3 separate regions of the Mus musculus genome follow, and regions 2 and 3 are each linked to region 1. The links are chromatin contacts, called in public Hi-C maps. All regions are on one chromosome and are shown on one strand. Each heading gives the region's core, a stretch centred on a gene start, on an enhancer-like site or on the middle of the called end of the contact. The rest is flanking DNA. Distances are from core to core; before and after follow the strand shown.

Region 1 (3,063 bases), core at 223-2,722:
CACATGTTACCAGAGATTTTATCATGACATCATACTTTATACTCCTTAACATAATTCTAAATGTTGATTTAACCCTCTTACTATGTCTTCTTAAAAAGTGTGGGGATGATATAGAGAAAGGATTTTCTAGACACTTATGAATAATTAACCAGGAAGACAATGTCAGTCAGTAACTGTTCCTATTCTCTCTCCAGGTTATGGTTCTATAAAAAGGGTACCACATGGGGCTGTGTAATGGGGCTTGAGTCCCATTGAGGACAAATTCCTATCACAATTGAGGTGTGCTGGCTACTGTCCCATCTTTTTCTAAATCAGAGTTCTCTGACTTTAAGATTATATATTTCAGTATACTGATAGTCATTTTTTTTTCTATGTTAGAGGACATATCTGATACTCTCTGGGTAGGTGTGGCCAGTGGCTGTTCTTAAAGAGGTTCTGTGTTTTCTTGATGATAAATAGGTAGAAAAACAGAAGGCAGAGTGGCCAGGGGTTTCAGACCCCAGTAAGCAGCAGTTAGCTTCCCTGGCAGCAGAGGACTGTGCCCTGGGATCAGAATGGTCTCTGAGAACTTCTGGATGTCCCCTGAATCTGCATGTCTCTCCAGTTAAGCACTATTTAAGACATTTAAAAATTATTTTTCTGTCATGGTTCTTCAAGACCAGTGTTCACAGCCAGAGAGCAATATGTACCACCAAAAATTATTTTCTTTTATTATCACAAAGACAAGACCAGGTTATAGCAAGAAGACCGGGGTGTTTTGTCTCACAATCTAAGAAGCAGAGAGTATGAAATGAGATTACTTATTCCTCATTTCCTTTCTTACTCATATTCCCATTGTAATGAGAAAAAATATACCGATAAAGCGAAGCACTTTGTTTAACAAACTTTACATCCTTAACTATAAAAGCCTAAAATAACCCCCCTACTGCTGTCCATGGCTGCTGTTAGGAAAGCAAGAAGGGCCATCGAACAGTGTCCTTTAAAACCTCCCCTGGCCTGCCAGAAGCACTTCAGTGTTGACAGCCAAGCCATTGCCTCCCCCTAGGGAGCTGAGGGCCGTTTCCATGGAAACCCAGCCCATCTCTTCTGTGGTTTCAAAAACCCAAGCTGTGCACACAGACTGCCTCTGATTGTCCCACGTGGGCCTCCCTTCCTGGGAAGATGTGCTCCTAGAGGGATGGTTACCAGCGTGACAGGAAAAGTGGATTCCACACACCTCCCCCAGGCCCGGAGTGGAGGAGAGGCCTGAGAGGCAGGGCCCTTTTTTAGAGGAATCTTCATCTCCTCACTTGAGGCTGCAGAAAATTGTGGTTTTGAATATTGAAATTTCTTAAGGCTGGGAAATTTTATATGTAAATCTATGAGTTTAAGAAAGCCTTAAAGTCTTGAATAGTCAGATAGGAATAAATGCCTGGGAGGGCAGGTGAAGCAGCCCCAGCTCCCTCTCTCGGCCCAAAGGTGCCACCTGCTGGTAGAGAGTGGCAGGCAGCAAGCGCTTCAGCAGTTAGGAGCTCAAACAGTGCAGGGGGAGAGGAGCAATCAGTGGGCCTGCCCTTCTCTGCTCCTCTCAGAGAGGCTCTCTAGCCCCACAGCTACCGTCCTGGCTGTGAGCAGGCCCACAGCCTCATGGCTAACAGGTGGTCTCACCTGGCCGAGTTCCTGAAAGCAAACCTTCTGCAAAACAATGACAACCCTGAAAGTGAGAAAATTATTTTTTTCTTTTGTGGTAGGAAGAGTGCATCTTGAACCTCTTTCTTACTAGGTGACAAATTATACCTTTGTAAAGGACAGCCTAACACGTAGAACTTGCTGCAAAGGTTTTGTAGGTGGGGGTAGGAGGAGCCAATTATCGTTGTTCTTTCTTGGATATAAGACCTCATTTTCATTTGAGCTTACTCTTGTTAAAGGAATAAACTCTCAATTAACTTTCACTAGGTTTTAAATTAGGAAGAGCTTTAAAATCTCCCTACAGTAGAAAATAAGGCCGAGTGTAGGTCATTGGTGAGTAGGAAACACAGAGTCTCTTGAAACACCTCCAACCAGAACTGTTATTCCTTTCAGTATCTCTCAGGATGGTTTCTCTCAGGTGAGTGCCTCAGCATTGGCAAAATCAACCACTGAACAAGCCTACTGAATCACTTCTCAGGAAATATTCTCTTAGCTATTGAGTGACAGGCCTTATCATCACACAGGACGTGAAGGCTAACACAGTTAATCTGTTCAAACCCAGTCCCCAGTCAGGGATAGAGCTGTTATTGACAAGTAGGTTTCATTCAAACAATCTCAGCCTTATTCTGTAGCCAATGGCTATTTCAAAGGTCCACCTCCTCCTGCGTGGACCTGAGCACTCCACAGACACCTCCACTGCCCTGACATTCAGGTGGCTTTGCTCCTCCCCTAACACAGGCCATAAATTAAACTCTACCCTTACATGTGGTGTGGAAGATATTGACCTCTATCCCTGAGACCGAGATGCACATTCCCTTTCATGGGGCCAGAGGGAAATTAGAAAATTTCTAAACCCTGAAACTTGCTTATGCATCCAAGTGTGGCAATCTGCCATTCGCACATTTGAAACTGGTCCAGTTCCTGTGTGCCCACCTGCTCCTTGGCACTGTGTCATCCAGTCTGGAGAAAGCACATCTGTGAGTGACTAGTCTGCCAGCCACAGTGTACCAGGCTTGTGGGCTAGCCTCATTTTTGTGCACGGGTAGCCTTCCAGTCTCACCTCTATACTTAGCTAACGTGCTAGCCCACCCTCAGCATTGCTAAGCAGAACCATGCTAAACAGAGGGAAACTAAGGCCTTGGGGAGCATCTGCGGACTGTCCTCAGTGTGTGGCTTTGTTCTTGACCTGGGTTCAGGCTTTCCCTGGGTCTGCACAAGTGCACAGAGCATGGTCGGTCTTCTCTTCAATAACAGATGGTATTTTGTTCACTGGATCACAAAATCTGTTATTTAATGGAAAGGGTATTTTTTTCCCTCAACTTCTGTCCCTTAGTTTTGTCTTCCTGGTGGTACAAAGGCAATGAGGTTGCTTTGAGAAGTAGGTTTTGCATTGCT
Region 2 (3,063 bases), core at 419-2,918, 530 kb before region 1:
CTTTCCTTGGGAGTTTTGATCACATGCTGGAGGGAACTTGGCCTGGGTGGATGTTTTCCTGCTCTGTGCAGTAACTGTTGCCATAGCAGAAAGTGTAAGGCATACTCTAAAAGACTGTCAAAGAACAGCAGGGATGACCATTGGCAGAGAGCCTGATGGTATGCTGAAATCCTGGTGGTTGCCTTGTCTAGAACATGGTCTGCTGAGCCATAGGCCCTGTTTCTACCAGTTCCTTCAGCCGATGTACTTCTTGGTTGACCCCAGAACCATTGGTTCACATCTCTTCATGCCTCCCATTTCTTAGTCTCTTCTTCTTCCTCTTCCTACCCTCCTCCCACCCCTCTTCCTACCTCCTCCTACCCCTCTTCCTCTTCCCACTCTTCCTCCCACCACTCCTCTTCTTCCTACCCTCTTCCCACCCTCCTTCCACTCCTCCTCCTCTTCCCACCCTCCTCCCACTCCTCCTCCTCTTCCCACTCTTCCTCCCACCCCTCCTCCTCTTTACCCTCTTCCTCTGCTTCCTTTTTTTCCTCCTTTTCCTCCTACCTATTGTTTTGAGACAGAGTCACTGTGGCCTCAAACTCATCATCCTCCTGCCTTGGTTTCCCAAGTGCCATGGGGTTCTACCTGCTACCTGATATCAACTGTCCTTTCATAGTTACTGCAAGGCTGGCTGTTGGCTTCTTATGAATAAAATCAGCCCTTCTTTCCAGTACCCTAATTAAAAGTAGGTAACAAGCTCTTGGAGAGCTAAGGCATGCTGGAGTCACTGCACCAATTACTGTGATTTCTCCTACTGTCTCCTCCACTGCCTGACAAGCTGAAGTCACTGACAGCAAACGATTATACCTGAAGATCCAGATACTTGCTCCATGCAGGTGGGGTGGGACAACGTGTGACTTTGACAAAGTCCACTGTCTATCTAGATAAAGAGCTAGCCAGGTCACCCAAGCAGCAAACTGCTAGCATGTGCAGGCGACCTTGGTGCACTCTACCTCCACATCAGACCAGGTTGATTTAGGGACCAGTTGGTGGCAGTACCAGCCAAAAGGAACATATGCAAAATGAATTAGGTGGTTAGTCTGCTCCGAAGACATCCAGGTCCCTCCCAAGTTGGATCAGTGGCCAGAGGAGGTAGCCAAGCAATTCTGAGATAAGGAGTGGGCAGCCAGCTCCCACTAGTAAGCCAGCCGCTCCCTTCTTCAGCAGCTGTGGCTGCCATGTGGCTATTTGTGTCTGTGCCAGGCTTGAGCAGGTTGCAAAGTGGGTCCTGGATAATGTGACTCCAAGGACACTTTCCTGCAGTGACCTCATACTCTCCTTGTGCTCAGGCTCCTTCCATATGGTGCTGTCAGTCTCTCTCTCTCTCTCTCTCTCTCTCTCTCTCTCTCTCTCTCTCTCTCTCTCTCTCTCTCTCTCTCAGAAACACACACACACACATGCACACACACACAACCTTCATATTCATACATGTGTGCAGGCTCTTGGGTTTCATCGTGTGCTGCCATTATGCAGGCTCTATGTGGCCGCTTGCCCATGGAAAGAAGCATTACCTGGCTGCCCCACACGGGACCGAATAGAAATGGCTTTTCATTCCATCCTGACCTTCTCTGGGGAGCCGCAGGGCCTGTGGCTGGCCTGCTCATGTTAGCTAGTTTATCTTCTCTGCTTGGGCAGGCTGGGACAGGAGCCAGGCTGACCCCTTCTGCAAGCAGCCAGACGGCAGGAGTGAGCATTACTCCTCTGCAAGAAGATTCCAAGAAATGGTGCAGCTGGTGTCATTAGCATCCCGGGGCAGAGCTGGCATCCTATCTCTCCTTCCTCCCAGGGTCTGTCCTTAATGGCAGTGAAAAGGAAGAAATGTGTTCATCAAGACACCCAGGGAAAGAAGGCTTGGGAGGAGTGCCCAGCAAGGGCAGTCCCCGGGAAGCTTAGGGGTAAACATGATAAGGTGTGAGCTGGTCTCACTTCCTCAAAATGAACTGGCCCAAGTAAAAGTTCCTGTCCTAATTCATAGTCAAGAAACGCCTCCTGCCCCACTCCCTTTTCTGTCTTGTCTTCATCCCCAGGGGCCTCCTCTCTTTTCTTCATCTGCTGATAGCCCAGGCACTCTGATAAATGATGCCTCACCCTGGGCTTGCTTCTACACTTTAGTGTTAAGTGGACTAATAAGATTATGGGAAGAAAGCTATGGACACCAATTGTTCTATTTCATACAAAGGAATGTCTTATGTACACTCCTGCATAGAGCATACCCCACACTGGTGATAAAGGACTTCTGGGTCCCACTGTGGGAAGTCAAGGGCACCCACATCCTCATTATGGGCCAGGGTTTGCCATATTCCTTCTCTGAGTATATTTCTGCTTTGTATCCCAGAATAGGCCCAGCAGACTCCACAGCTGCTAAATGCTCACGTTCATGCTCACCTTCATAGGTCCTTGCGTGTGGTCAGTGTCTTCCATTCACTTCGAATAGCATGACAGAAAGACCATACCCTCCTGATTTCTTCATCAGACCTCTCTCAGTTCCATGGCCTGTCAGGTGGAGGAAGACTGGAGGTTTCATGGTGGGCACAGCCTGTTGTGATGTCCTTGCTTGGAGTTTGGCACCTATTGTCATTTGACTTGTCTTTAATTGTTCTAATTGTGGATTGGAGAAGACAAGCAGGTCAGTCATTGTCAATATCTGTGAGTTCATTATCTCGGCCACCCCGCACATGTGCCTTGCCCATTCCTGGAGCGGGTGCCTGTGAGCCTGGGCTCTTGGCTAGAGGCCTCAGGCCTTGAGTCCATGAGATAGAAGCCACAGATATACAACACTTCTGTCCACAGGACTCCCTAAGCAATGGCTCCAGCCATTGCCACTGTTTTGTACTGAAAAAGCTTCATTCTGTTTAAGAACACAAGCAACTCTATCTGACGACAGTCACTGCAAGTCAAGTAAACTTCAAGACCTTGATGGTTGCAGGACTTGAACTGCAGAAGACCTGGGTGGGGGTAAGCCCCATCCCGACACTGTTGAGCTTGCCCTAGCCTGAAGCCCTAGGTTTTGTTCCACTGGGC
Region 3 (3,063 bases), core at 348-2,847, 510 kb before region 1:
CAAGGATGAGATTAGCTGAAATGCCCAACAAAGGGGAAGGAGAACCTGTAGAGATCATATCCAGAGGTTAGGCAAGGCCCCCAGTAGGGGATGGGGCCACCCACCCTTCTCATAATTTTACCCCAGAATTGCTCCTGTTTAAAGGACTTACAGAGACAAAGTGTGGAGCAGGAAGGAAAGTGTAAAAGAAAGACCATCCAGAGTGCCCCACTTGGGGATCCATCCCATATACAACCACCAAATGCAGACACTATTGAGGATGCCAAGAGGTGCTTGCTGATAGGAGCCTGATATAGCTGTCTCTTGATAGGCTCTGCCAGAGCCTGACAAATACAGAGGCGGATGCTCACAGCCATCCATTGGACTGAGCAGGGAGACCCCGATGGAGGAATTAGGGGAAGGACTGAAGGAGCTGAAGGGGTTTGCAGCCCCATAGGAAGAACAACAATATCAACCAGCCAGACCCGCCCCCCCCCAAAAGCTCCCAGGGACTAAACCACCAACCAAGGAGTACACGTGGAGGGACCCATGGCTCCAGTCACATATGTAGCAGAGAATGGCCTTGTCTGGCATCAATGGGAGGAGAGGTCCTTGGTCCTGTGAAGGCTCGCTGCCCCAGTGTAGGGGAATGGCAGGGCGGAGAGGTGGGAGTGGGTGGGTGGATGAACACCCTCATAGAAGCAGGGGGAGGGAGGATGGGAAAGGGGGTTTCCAGAGAGGAAACTGGGAAAGGGGATAACACTTGAAATGCAAATTAAAAAATAATACCCAATTTAAAAAAAGGAAGGAAGAGAAAGAAAGAAGAACGGAAAGAAGGGGAGAAAGGGAGGGAGGGAGGGAGAGAGAGAGAGAGAGAGAGAGAGAGAGAGAGAGAGAGAGAGAGAGAGAGAGAGAGAGAGAGAGAGAGAGAGAGAGAGAGAGAGAGAGAGGTGGGGTCCCTATAGTTGGAAAAGCCAGCTTCTCTCTCAGTTCCATGCCCCTTGTCCCTGGCCTTGGTCCTGCCTGTTCCTGTATCAGCACTGTTGGTTCAGCTTTCAGGCTCTAAGAAGAACCTGAAAGAAAACACCTGGGGAAAGAAAACAGAATTAAACAACTCGAGCGCCCATCAGTCCTTAAGGATCAGTTAAACCATAGCAACTGTGCCCACTCTCAGTCGCTTCTGGTTCCCAGGATGCCTTGGGCTGCTGGGTTGTATTTCTCAGGGATTATTGCTGCTTCCCTGATTCTGATTCTCTGCCTCCCTATGTAGCCCTGGTCCTGTGGCTTGCAGGCTCTGGTTAGTTAACCCGGCTCCTCTGCCAGCTGGATTCGCCCTCCGTGCTCAGAAAATGTCTGCCGGGAAAGCAGGGCCACGGACATGCTCTTTGCTCGCCAGAAAGCTCCTGACTCAGCGTTTTCCCTCTGGTACTAGCAGAGCCCTCCGGGACAAGAAGGGCACGAACGGGGCCAGTGCTGCGTGGTAGCCAGTGACCTGCAGATCTGTTTGCTTCTGTTCCCTTTGGCCTGCAGACTGATGAACAGGGTACAGCCTGCACTCTGAGCCCTTAAAGAGGATGTTGAGTGGGCCTCGGGAACTAGTCACCCAATGGAGATCAAGCTGCCGTTCCCATGGTGATTCCACACTGAGCCCTGTGCCCTGGGAACTCACCTCCTCCCATTCACTGTAACCTCCATTAAGCAGAAACAAAAGATTAATACGGCAGAAGCCATTTAATGAACTCAGAGCTGGCAGCGGCTTTTTTCCAGAGCGGATTCCTGGAACAGCAATGCAGAGGCTTCCCCGCCTCTTCCAGGACAGCAAGGGCGTTCAGCTGTCTGATCTCTCTGGGCTGTCAGACATCCATGCAGCAAATGGGCCCAGGCAATCTCGTGGGTGTGGGGAAGACCCCTTACCTCTTTGTCTTTATTCAGGTCATTCTCTCACCTCACCAGAAAGGGAGGAGAAGAGGGTCTCAGGTACGTGAAGAAAGGATGCAAGCTTCCTCGCCACAGCTCGGGCCAGGGTGGGGGTGGGGTGTTGGTGGGGGTGTCAGGAAGCTAGCGCTGAGAGGAGACTGGAGGCAGCAGTCAGAGTGTCTGGAGACCAAGTGTCTAGACTTGGTTTGTGGGAGCTGCAAGCCTCCTTTGCTGCCCATTGTATCAGAGGTCTGAGCTCACTGAGCTGGTTAGAGAGCCGAGGGGTCACTGCATCCCCCCAGGCCAGGTTTTGTGCACACTGGGGGGTGGGCTCAGTAGAAGGTCTGGACATGCCTTGTCCGTTTCCAAGTTTTCTTCTCCACTGAGATGCAGCCCCTCTGCTTGTGCATGCATCCCTGCCTTTCACCACACCTCCTAATGATACACAGACCCTGGAGCGGGCTTATGTGGGATCTCTTGTTCTTCTAGAAGTTGATGTCAAACCTCAGGCCCATGTTTTGGACAGAAGCTTAAATTTCACAGACCCCTGGGGACACACACAGAGAACCTTCTTTCCAGAACAAAGGGTGGTCTTCTGAGAGCTATTCTCAGTTGTGCATACCACCTGGGCAATGGATAAGCAAGCATTCATTATTGCAAAGGTGAGATTAGATATAACCAGTCCAGTCATGAGAGTGGGAGGTCCCCAGCTCTTACCTAAGGAGTTTCCAGAGCCAATGCCACAAAGATGGCCTTTCTCACAAACCAGGTCCTAGCAACTACCCTGACAATGCAACCTGTGCTGCCTACAGAATTCAGGGATGCCGTGAGCTCTCAGTCTCACTCATCCTCATCCAGGCTACACTTTGGGGTGCAGCATTCACTGGTGCCAGTGTTCCAGTGACCACCCACCCTGTCCCTAATTTTGGCCTAGAAAGCCATCATGACTTGCCAGGCCTTATTTTCCTCCTCTTTAGAAACACTGGCTAACGGGCTGGATGAGAGGGCTGGGCACTGTGGTTGTTTGGTCAAGCTAGTTCTTCTCACACTGAAGACAGATAGTTCCCAAGTGCTGTCCATCAACAACAGCAGAGCTAGGGGTGGTGGTCAGAAACAGAAATGAAGGTGAGGCGGGGAGGAGAGATGGCTGGACACCAGGTTTGTGTC

The links. A called contact is a pair of places that touch in the nucleus more often than the background predicts.
Region 2: a contact with region 1 is called in a Hi-C map of the N1E-115 cell line, with 3 times the contacts expected there. The contact joins two enhancer-like sites. A contact is called at or near these places in 2 of 484 Hi-C or Micro-C datasets (the N1E-115 cell line and cerebellar granule neurons) and 1 of 115 datasets of contacts at active chromatin or transcription factors (astrocytes).
Region 3: a Hi-C map of cerebral cortex shows a contact between it and region 1, with 4 times the contacts expected there. The contact joins two enhancer-like sites. A contact is called at or near these places in 1 of 484 Hi-C or Micro-C datasets (cerebral cortex) and 4 of 115 datasets of contacts at active chromatin or transcription factors (astrocytes, bone marrow-derived dendritic cells, neural progenitor cells and 1 more).

The regions. Positions count from the first base shown.
Region 1 is chr12:29,881,934-29,884,996 of GRCm38.p6, forward strand. All of the region lies in intron 18 of Myt1l (myelin transcription factor 1-like), which reads left to right. Among named protein-coding and RNA genes, the nearest start is that of Gm46346, 32 kb to the right of the region's middle. Within about 2 kb of position 1,473, at least 80 of the 459 cell types and tissues checked have an H3K27ac peak or open chromatin away from gene starts, as enhancers often do. A contact at or near this core is called in the N1E-115 cell line, cerebral cortex, neural progenitor cells and 1 more, where this site is marked.
Region 2 is chr12:29,347,678-29,350,740 of GRCm38.p6, forward strand. No RefSeq gene overlaps it. Among named protein-coding and RNA genes, the nearest start is that of Gm31650, 90 kb to the right of the region's middle. Within about 2 kb of position 1,669, at least 14 of the 459 cell types and tissues checked have an H3K27ac peak or open chromatin away from gene starts, as enhancers often do. A contact at or near this core is called in the N1E-115 cell line, where this site is marked.
Region 3 is chr12:29,366,929-29,369,991 of GRCm38.p6, forward strand. No RefSeq gene overlaps it. Among named protein-coding and RNA genes, the nearest start is that of Gm31650, 71 kb to the right of the region's middle. Within about 2 kb of position 1,598, at least 113 of the 459 cell types and tissues checked have an H3K27ac peak or open chromatin away from gene starts, as enhancers often do. A contact at or near this core is called in cerebral cortex, neural progenitor cells and stem cell-derived neural progenitor cells, where this site is marked.